Linked DNA regions of Zea mays: region 1 is linked to region 2. Evidence: chromatin contacts called from public Hi-C data. All regions are on one chromosome and are shown on one strand. Each heading gives the region's core, a stretch centred on a gene start, on an enhancer-like site or on the middle of the called end of the contact. The rest is flanking DNA. Distances are from core to core; before and after follow the strand shown. Region 1 holds the start of LOC100282115 (polyadenylate-binding protein 2). Region 2 holds the start of LOC100285043 (LMBR1-like conserved region family protein).

Region 1 (4,289 bases), core at 1,503-4,002, 370 kb before region 2:
TGTCTCCATGCCAGTTCCTGTCAAAAAGTGCCATCCGGAATGTACACAGCAGCTCTGTGTTGACTTCTTTTGCTTCGCCAGGGAGGTCATCTAACCTATGATATCTATATTATACCTTTTTACTCTTTCTGTTTTTCTCTCTGTTTCTTCCATGCACTTTTTTATACTTTTTCAGATATTTTTCTATCTTTTCTTCTTTCTTTTCACTCTACATTAACTCTAAAACATGACCCAGTGCCCATTAGTCAATTTGAAAGGCTTGCTCAAGCACAGTAGCCCTGTGACCATCACCATTACTTAATTAATGCACGAAATCAATAAAATAAAATAGAATAGAACGCCATAAAGACATATCAAAGGTGTACTGATAGCAAAGGATTATGATAAGCACACATAAAGCATTTCATAATAGCAATATGATGTGTTCCGAGGAAAGCGTCAAGAATTTGGGTAAGGAGGCAACATCAAAAGTAGGAAGAGGTTTTGATAAGTCTTCCAATACAGATATCCAGCACTACAACATTCTTCAGTAAGCACCAACCATAGAAGTCGGCAGGGCAGTTGGGTACTTGGCATTTTTTGAGAGAAACCATTCATAACTAAACGAGTGCCAATGAAATATCTATTAGCTACTAGGCAATATGTATGTGCCTATCACATAATATATATATCCACATTTCATACTTCGTGCTTCAGAAACGTAGAATGACAAGTAATATATTATATAGAAGTTGAAAAGCAACATAATAAACTCACAATAAAGAGAGATTATAAATTCTTACATTTCCAACATACACAGACCGGGCATCCACCTGCTCCTTCGCCTCAGCTGTAGATATACTAGGGTCACCTCCTGCAAAACAGAAGAGCAATTCTGTCAGGAAACCTTGCATCTTGAACTAAACAAGCAAGATAAAATTAATGTAAACCCTTAACCAAACCAAGTAATGTTAGACCAGCATATCCACCAGAAGACACAAATGCAGTAAGGCATAAACAAAATCTTGCTCATCGTATTTGAATTCTACCTTTGGATAAACACTATGTTGAAACATGGAGTGTGGATCTACATGCACACAGAAGAGGTACTAGTACCTCTGGTCACAAATAATTGGCCGAACTTTTGAAACTTTGACCATTATTATTTATAAAATTTAGTCCAAAAGCATGAATATTATAAATGTGGGTTAGTCTTAGAAACTTTTGGCATGTTTGTTGTGCGTTTAAGCTGCTTTTCAGGCTGCTGCTGCTGCTGGCTGTTTGCTGAGGTGTCAGCTGCTGATTGGATGCTGCATATGCTACACTGTTGGATGGCTGTACAGCTGCAGCTGAAACTGCAGCCAATTGCTGGAAAGGCCCTTTACTAGTCTTATATAAGGCATAAACTAATGGTCAAAGGTACACATTGGAGACTATGTCATGTCCAAAAAATGACACGTATTTTTTATAGTAGCAAGTGCCAATTTCGATGAACATAAATATAGATCACCAGAACGAAATCCCAACATACGCAAGATGCTCCATGCGCTTACACTTCACAGAAGAACTTTTAATTTGAAAAGTACCAAACAGTACTCAGGGCATAATAAAATTAACCCACCGGACAAAGTATGCAACTACTCAGAAGATATTAGCATTTTTGGTAAAAGAATTATTTCCATTGCATGTATATGAACCCATGGTTAGTGTATTTGTCTGGATCATGCAGTAAAGCAAAAGCAGAGGGATTGTCGACTTGCCATACTGGGGATCAGTCAATAAGATACGAATGATACAATGACAAGGGCAAGGGATTTCCAATAGACAGAAACACCAAAAATAAGATAGAAAATATAGGAGGGCAAGAGACGAGTATGACAACAACAACAACAACGGGTTGGCATATGTGGAAGTCTGGTAGATATCAATTTTATCATGAAAGATTCTTAGCGTGTTCCTGGTCTTGTGCATAAGGAAATAGCCTCAGTGACAGAATATGTAAGGACATCTGAAGTACATGTCAAAATTCAATTTGAACTGCTCTGTGATCAGATATCAAAAATCTAAGATACATGTAGAGCATGTAACTAAATTAAATCTATAATTCAAGGTGTGTACAAAAAATATGTATGGCATGATCATACACTCCTACTACAAGTACACACACACTGAACAGGTTAAAAAAGGAAGTGAACAGAAGTAGGATTTGTCACAATCTCACAATTTTACCAAGCCAACCAAATAACAAATTCGGCCATAGTTACAGACACTGATCTTAACTCGCTCGAACGGTCTTAAAGATTCTTGTATGCAAAGATCATCAAAGGCTTATAGCATATCGAACCGCTCTAGTGAAACCTCAACACACTGCAAGAAAACACCAAGCATCGAAAAGGCAAGGTGGGCGAGTACGTAGGAAGACAACCTTGCATCTCCTTGGCGACCTTGGCCTGCATATCGCGGAGGGCGGCGGCCTCCTCCTCCATCTCCTTCAGCTTGCGCTTCATCTCGTCAAGCTCCTGAAGCTGTACGCACCCCGAGGGGGGTCAACAATCCGCAAGGACCCATTGCTAGGGTATAGCGTGAAACACACGAATACAGAGGTGGTACCTTCGCCGCGTCGTCCCCGGCGGCGGCCATATCAACGTCAGCGCCGTCCATATCGCCGTCCTCAGGGATCTCCTGGCCGTAAACCTCGTGCTCCTCGTCGTCCATGGCGGCCTTCCCGATGACCTGATCTGACCCGATTAGTTGAGGCAGGTGTGGGTTTGGTGAGGAAAGGGTCCGCCGCGGCCCGCCTAGGGGTCGGACGGAAAGAAGTCGTGGGCCTACAATGGGCCTGGCATCTTCAAAATACTAGTTAAATGATTCGTCAAGCTAAATTTTAGCTATTTAACAGCAAAATAACTCTTTAATAATTAGTTATATGACTCATCAAGCTATTTGACTCTCTATATTGACTTTCTCACTAGCCAAATTTGACTAACCATTTTACTAGCAAAATTAGAGCATCTCCAAAAGACTCTTTATTTTTGACTCTCTATTTGACTCTTTATTTGTCACTCTATAAAGATTAAACTCTAAATATAACATCTTATTCCAACAGACTCTCCAACATGCAAGTTAGCTTGGCTAGCGAGATTTGCTAGCCAAATTTGGCTAGTGAGGGAGTCAATCTAAAGAATCGGATAGCTTGTCAACTTAAATGGCTAGCCTGTTGGAGAGCTATTTTGCTATTAATTAGCTAAAATTTAGCTTGACAAGCTATTTAGCTAGTCTCTTGGAGATGCTCTTAGATAGATAGTCTGTTAGAATGATATGCTACATAGAGTGTAATATTTATAAAAATGTAAATAGAGAGTCAAATAAAGAACCAAAGATAAATACTCTCTTGGACATGCTCTTGTCTAATGGAGAGAAGTCGTGTGTCTTCAATGGCCAGTAATTTGGTGGGCCTTATATGATTTCGATCTTCATATATACCATCTTAGATTAGATAAAAGTTCATTTATCTTGTCGTCGTCTATCTCTTGTAGATAGGGTGGTAATGGATCGTGGTCTAAATATTTCTTCACAAAATGGTAGGGTCCTAAATAATTTGTAGTTCAGAAATGAATAGAAATAGGACCCGGTCCTAAACTGATCTGATCCTTCAAATCTTATAGTGTAAAATTTAGAGCTCATTGTCACCCCTACTTGTAGAAGACGCTACAAGTAGTGGTTTTTAATGCTACTAGTAGATCACTCTTTGGTACTTCATCGGTAAATAAGATCTACAATTTCTTAGTGGCCACCGTGGCATCCTTGAGGTCATATGCCCTATAGGTTAAGTTTTGCGTTGGCCAGGACAAGGTCATATAGGCCATGGTTCTCCCTAAGACATCTTTAGACACCACGACTATAAGACTATCTCCAGCAGTTTACTCATCCTTATATTCATATTCAAACTTCACTCTACGAACAGTGCAGAACAGTGCAAAACAATGTTTTTGGTAAACTATGCGTAGACTGCTGCAGGCGGCATAAAAGGCTAGAACCACATGTGCCTCTTATCAAACCAATCATGCAGCCTTGAAGTTGAGATAAAGCTCTCGTCCTTTATATTTATTATCAATGATGAAGTTGTGGTCAAAATATGTCACTATAGATGTTCAGGAGGTTGCATGCATCCCTGCGAGTAATGCGAGTAATATGTAGTGTGTAGATACAACGACTACTAACTACACTAGACTCGAGGGCGTGGGTGTCATTATAGCCACACCTAAGGCTGCAAGCGTACCCACGAAACTCCGCCTCGAGGTAGACGGCGC
Region 2 (4,643 bases), core at 1,245-3,744:
GCCGCTGTATAAAGCTCGGGCCACTTCCTACGGTATTCTCACCGCAAGGATCCACCACAACAGCGAAGGAGAAAGCAGACCAACCTAGCCACCCAGGGAGAAAGAGGCCAAAAGGGAGGGGAGAGTGTCGTCATGGCTTCCATTGTCGCTTCCAGGAGGGCCGTTCCTCTAGTTCGCGCTCTGGAGAAGCTCATCGCAGCGTCCTCCGCTCCCGGGACTGGCTCCGCCCTCAGGCCGGTGGCAGTCGCCGGCGGCCTCCGCGGCTACAACACCGGCGCTCCGCTCCGACGCTACGAGGGGGCCGAGTCGGAAGACGATAGCGTCCGCGAGTACGATGGGCGGCACGGCGGCCGGGACTACGCTGTGCCCAGCCTGTTCTCAGGTAGTCGTCATCTTCGCTTCATGCCAGACCCATTTGCTTTGCTCTCTCAACTCTCAAATGAGATGGTGGTGAGACTACATCGCTTCGAAATGGCTGTGCTGAGTGCTGACTTCGTCTTGTTGGTCCCTGTCCAGATATTTTCCGTGATCCGCTTAGTGCGCCGCACAGCATTGGCCGCCTGCTGAACCTTGTGGACGACTTGGCGGTGGCGGCGCCAGGTCGTGCGGTGCGCCGTGGCTGGAACGCGAAGGAGGACGAGGAGGCGCTGCACCTGAGGGTGGACATGCCAGGCCTGGGGAAGGAGCACGTCAAGGTGTGGGCGGAGCAGAACAGCCTGGTGATCAAGGGCGAGGGCGAGAAGGAGGATAGCGAGGACGAGGCCGCCCCGCCTCCGAGATACAGCGGTCGCATCGAGCTCGCGCCAGAGGTTTACAGGATGGACAAGATCAAGGCGGAGATGAAGAACGGCGTGCTCAAGGTGGTCGTGCCGAAGGTGAAGGAGCAGCAGCGCAAGGACGTGTTCCAAGTCAACGTCGAGTAGATGTTTCCAAATAGAAGCAAGTGCCGGTACGGGATGGAGGATTGGAGGGGCACTGCCAAACTAGGATTCCTCTCTCTCAATCTGATCTGGATTCTGGAATCAGATTTCTCTTCTTTCATTTTTCTCGTCTATCTTCTATCAGTATGAAATAAGCAACGTCGCTTCAGTTTTCGTGTCAAGGCCGGTGGAGTCGCCTATGTTTATTTTATTTTCTTTGTATTTCCTACCTGGACACACGTTCTCTATGCCGTGTTTGGTTTCCGCAGATTTTTAAAATATGCATGTTCAAACCCAACTCTCACTTATTCTTCAGATTTTGTTTCTGCTAGCGCTCCAAGGCATAGAATAAACTCACTTTGGATCCGATCCATAATATATTTAGGGACTCAAAAAGGACGTGTAAACTAACCCTAAAACATATATTAATAACGAATACATCCCAAAACACATATTAGTAACGAATAGTGGTTAAACATATTAATAACGAATACATCCCAAAACACATATTTAGTAACGAATAGTGGTTTTTTTACTTTCCCGTTCTTCCCAAAAATTTGCGTCTGGCATCTTTCTCAATCCATTCGTTCTTCCCAAAATTTTGCCTCTTGCATCTTTCCCAATCCATTCCTTCACGTATTGGTTTTAGAGAAACCGTTGAGTACATAATTCATTCTTAAAACCTTTTAACCTACTCTTAATAATATTTTTTGGTAAAATTTTTAACCTACTTTTAGAGTTGCTATTAAAATCAGCTCCTCAAAATCTACCCTAAACCAAACACGCCCTATGCAAAACTGAGGAAGGCGCAGCCGTCGGACACGTTCGGATGTTCCCATTATTCGACTTCCTCTGCAAAAGATCCATGACGTATTATCCAGACAACAGAGATGCGTTAATCGCCCTCTTCATGTGACCTTGATCCTAAATCGATCGCTGGGAAAAATTAACTATTTGCCACAATTTAGAGGTGAGTGGCAAAGAACTGAGTGAACCAACTGAACCTATTTTTTAGAACCCAAGCTTGGTGAGCATTAACAATATATCACTGTGTTCAACTGTGTCAAAATCTTTTTTTATCTTCAAAAATCTAGCTTAAGACTCATCACTCCCTCTTGGAATGTTTACACTGATGCAAGTATTCATAGCCCAAGCAAGACAATCTTGGATAGTACGATTTTTAATGAAACCATACTGTTTTTTATGAACTGTCAGCTATGAGTTCTGTGATTAACTTGATAGCTATGCTAAGATGAGAAATTGACCTGAAGTCAGAAACCTTAACCGGGTTATTCACCTTAGGAATTAATGCAATGAATGAAATATATTTATAAAGTTTGGATTGAAATATATTTATAAAGTTTTTAAAACTAAATAAGTTAGAAGTTTTTTTTGAGATATCCGACCTTGTGTTTGAGGGTCGTCGTAAACCGCTTCTTGGTGCGCTTCGTGGTGGACGGCGGAGATGCAACCTTGGCGTGCGTGCCAGTACGCTTTCCGAACTCCACCGAACGATCCTGTTTGGTCCATCGTCACCTTCCTCTTCCTTCTTCGGTTCTTCGCCAGCCGTGCGCGCTTCTCCACTGCCCTGGAGACAAAGGAGCACCCCGCGATCTCCCGGCGGGACCCGGCCCCACCTCCCCGCCCGCGTGCCTCTGAAACGGAGAAGCTGCCGGTTCCCAGCCGGCCAGGCTACTCCGACTCTTCCTTTCCCTCCAGCCGGCGAGGCGTCCAAGCGGATTAGCGGAGAGCGTCGGGGCGGCGACATGTGGGTGTTCTACCTGATATCGCTGCCTCTGACGCTGGGCATGGTCGTCGTCACGCTCCGCTACTTCGCCGGCCCTGCCGTGCCGCGCTACGTTGTCGCCACCGTAGGATACGCATGGTTCTGCTCCCTCTCCATCATCATCCTCGTCCCCGCCGACATCTGGCAGGTCAGATCCCTTGCCGCGTCCCTCTCCCACCTTTTCATCCACCGTCCCCTGTTCCGGCCATCGTCGGCCCCAGGCTCCGCCGGCTTGGCTGTCGGTGTTGTTAGATCCACCGGGTGTGGCTCGTGTCGTGTTCTAGTTGCGTTGCAATCTTGGGGTGTATGTAGGAATTGAATCACAAACTTCGTGTTACTGCTGGAGCACGCTTATGAATTGACGCGTCTTGCTACGGATGAGGTATGCGAAGCTGCTGACAAATGCAGTGGAAGCCTTGTACGAGGGACGAGGCAAATTGATTGTTACTGTTAGTATGTTACCCTGGGATTAGGAGTAGTGCATATAGGGCCTGTTTGGATAGGCTCCTACGGCGCCGCAGCACGCCTAAGGTGCGGCGGCCGATTTGGGCGCCACACCCGCGGCGGCCGGAGTGTGGCGCGGTGTGGCGCCCGAGGCAGCCTACCAAACAGGCTCATAATGTGCATGACTGCAATTTACTTTTAGACAACTCTGTTTCTACACTATTTGAGCCTCAATAACTGAGTAACTGATTTTGGTTCAACCCTCTATAGTCCTGATGCCACCTTCGAATCTTCATTTCTCTTTTATAGTTATGGAGTTAATTCAGTATTCTGTCAAATTCATGAATGGGATTTCATCATTTTTAGGTTTCACACTCTTGAGTAGTTACATTAGCCACAGAAACCAGGTGCAGTATAATCTTTGGCTAATGAAAAACCCTAGCAGCTAACTTGGCCTACCTTAATGTTTCTGTATTTAGTAGTACAGATTTGAGCATAGATCAAATTTTTATGTTCTTTTTAATCTTTCAAAGCCACCCCCTTCCCTTTACAAAAATATACGTATATCCATTAAATAATATTGATAAATTTATTAGTTGTAATGAAATGACAAATTTATCTACCGGGCTTGAAAATTCTCTTTTTGTACTCCTTTGGTTCAAACCCTTCTATCATTCTATCGCAGACATTAACTGCCAGTGCGAAGGGGGGCATTGGATTCTTTTGGAGCTGGTCCTATTGGAGCACATTTATCCTAACATGGTATGCTATGAACATGTATTGCATAAGTTCCGCCCGATGGTTGAATTTCCCTGTTCTTAGTGTCATAAAAAACAAAGAAAAAACATATATTTGATGACTTGATACATCCATTTCCAGTTATAACCACGATTTTAGTACTATTTCTCAAAATGTGCAATCTCTTCATTCTATGCTGCTCCATCATTTGGGCATCAATGCAACTCTTTTGGTTTTATCCAAACTAGGTCGGTACTTGGGAAAACACTGGCTATGCATTATATGGCCTGTAGAAAGAAAAAAAATCCTGGAAATTTTATCTTCCTGTTCATATAATACAATCTATATTAACTGCTTGATTTTGAGGCTTTGAGTGTATCCAATCTTATGCTGAATGTATTATTGTAGCATACTCATTTCCTAGTAGGACAGCTCTGTTTGAACTTAGTTCTCTTGTATAATCATAGTTATGGTTCGCTTACATCTTCCGTCACAATTTTTCTTGGATGCACTAGTGTTTCTTCTGAACATTTGCATTGTCGCTGATATTTCTAAACAAGGCTTGTTTTTATGTCTTCAAACAGGGCTGTAGTTCCTACTATCCAGGGCTATGAAGACGCAGGAGATTTCACTGTTAAAGAAAGGCTGAAAACTAGCATTCATATGAACCTGCTTTTTTATTCAATTGTGGGAGCCATTGGCCTTATTGGTGTCATATTACTCTTAATCATGCATAGAGCTTGGTATGTTCAATC

The links. Hi-C and Micro-C count contacts between places; a contact is called where the count stands out from the background.
Region 1: a Hi-C map of ear shows a contact between it and region 2, with 2.6 times the contacts expected there. The contact joins the promoter of LOC100282115 here to the promoter of LOC100285043 in region 2. A contact is called at or near these places in 4 of 25 Hi-C or Micro-C datasets (ear, endosperm, leaf mesophyll and 1 more).

Annotation. Positions count from the first base shown.
Region 1 is chr4:185,136,962-185,141,250 of Zm-B73-REFERENCE-NAM-5.0, reverse strand. It overlaps LOC100282115 (polyadenylate-binding protein 2), which reads right to left and starts at 2,752. Exons shown (of 6, transcript NM_001155028.1): 1 at 2,590-2,752; 2 at 2,405-2,504; 3 at 783-853. The coding sequence starts at 2,694.
Region 2 is chr4:184,764,696-184,769,338 of Zm-B73-REFERENCE-NAM-5.0, reverse strand. It overlaps LOC100285043 (LMBR1-like conserved region family protein), which reads left to right and starts at 2,494. Exons shown (of 13, transcript NM_001318030.1): 1 at 2,494-2,854; 2 at 3,836-3,912; 3 at 4,473-4,631. The coding sequence starts at 2,687. LOC542602 (low molecular weight heat shock protein precursor) reads left to right here and starts at 55. Exons shown (of 2, transcript NM_001112137.1): 1 at 55-382; 2 at 517-1,216. The coding sequence starts at 133. The coding sequence ends at 923.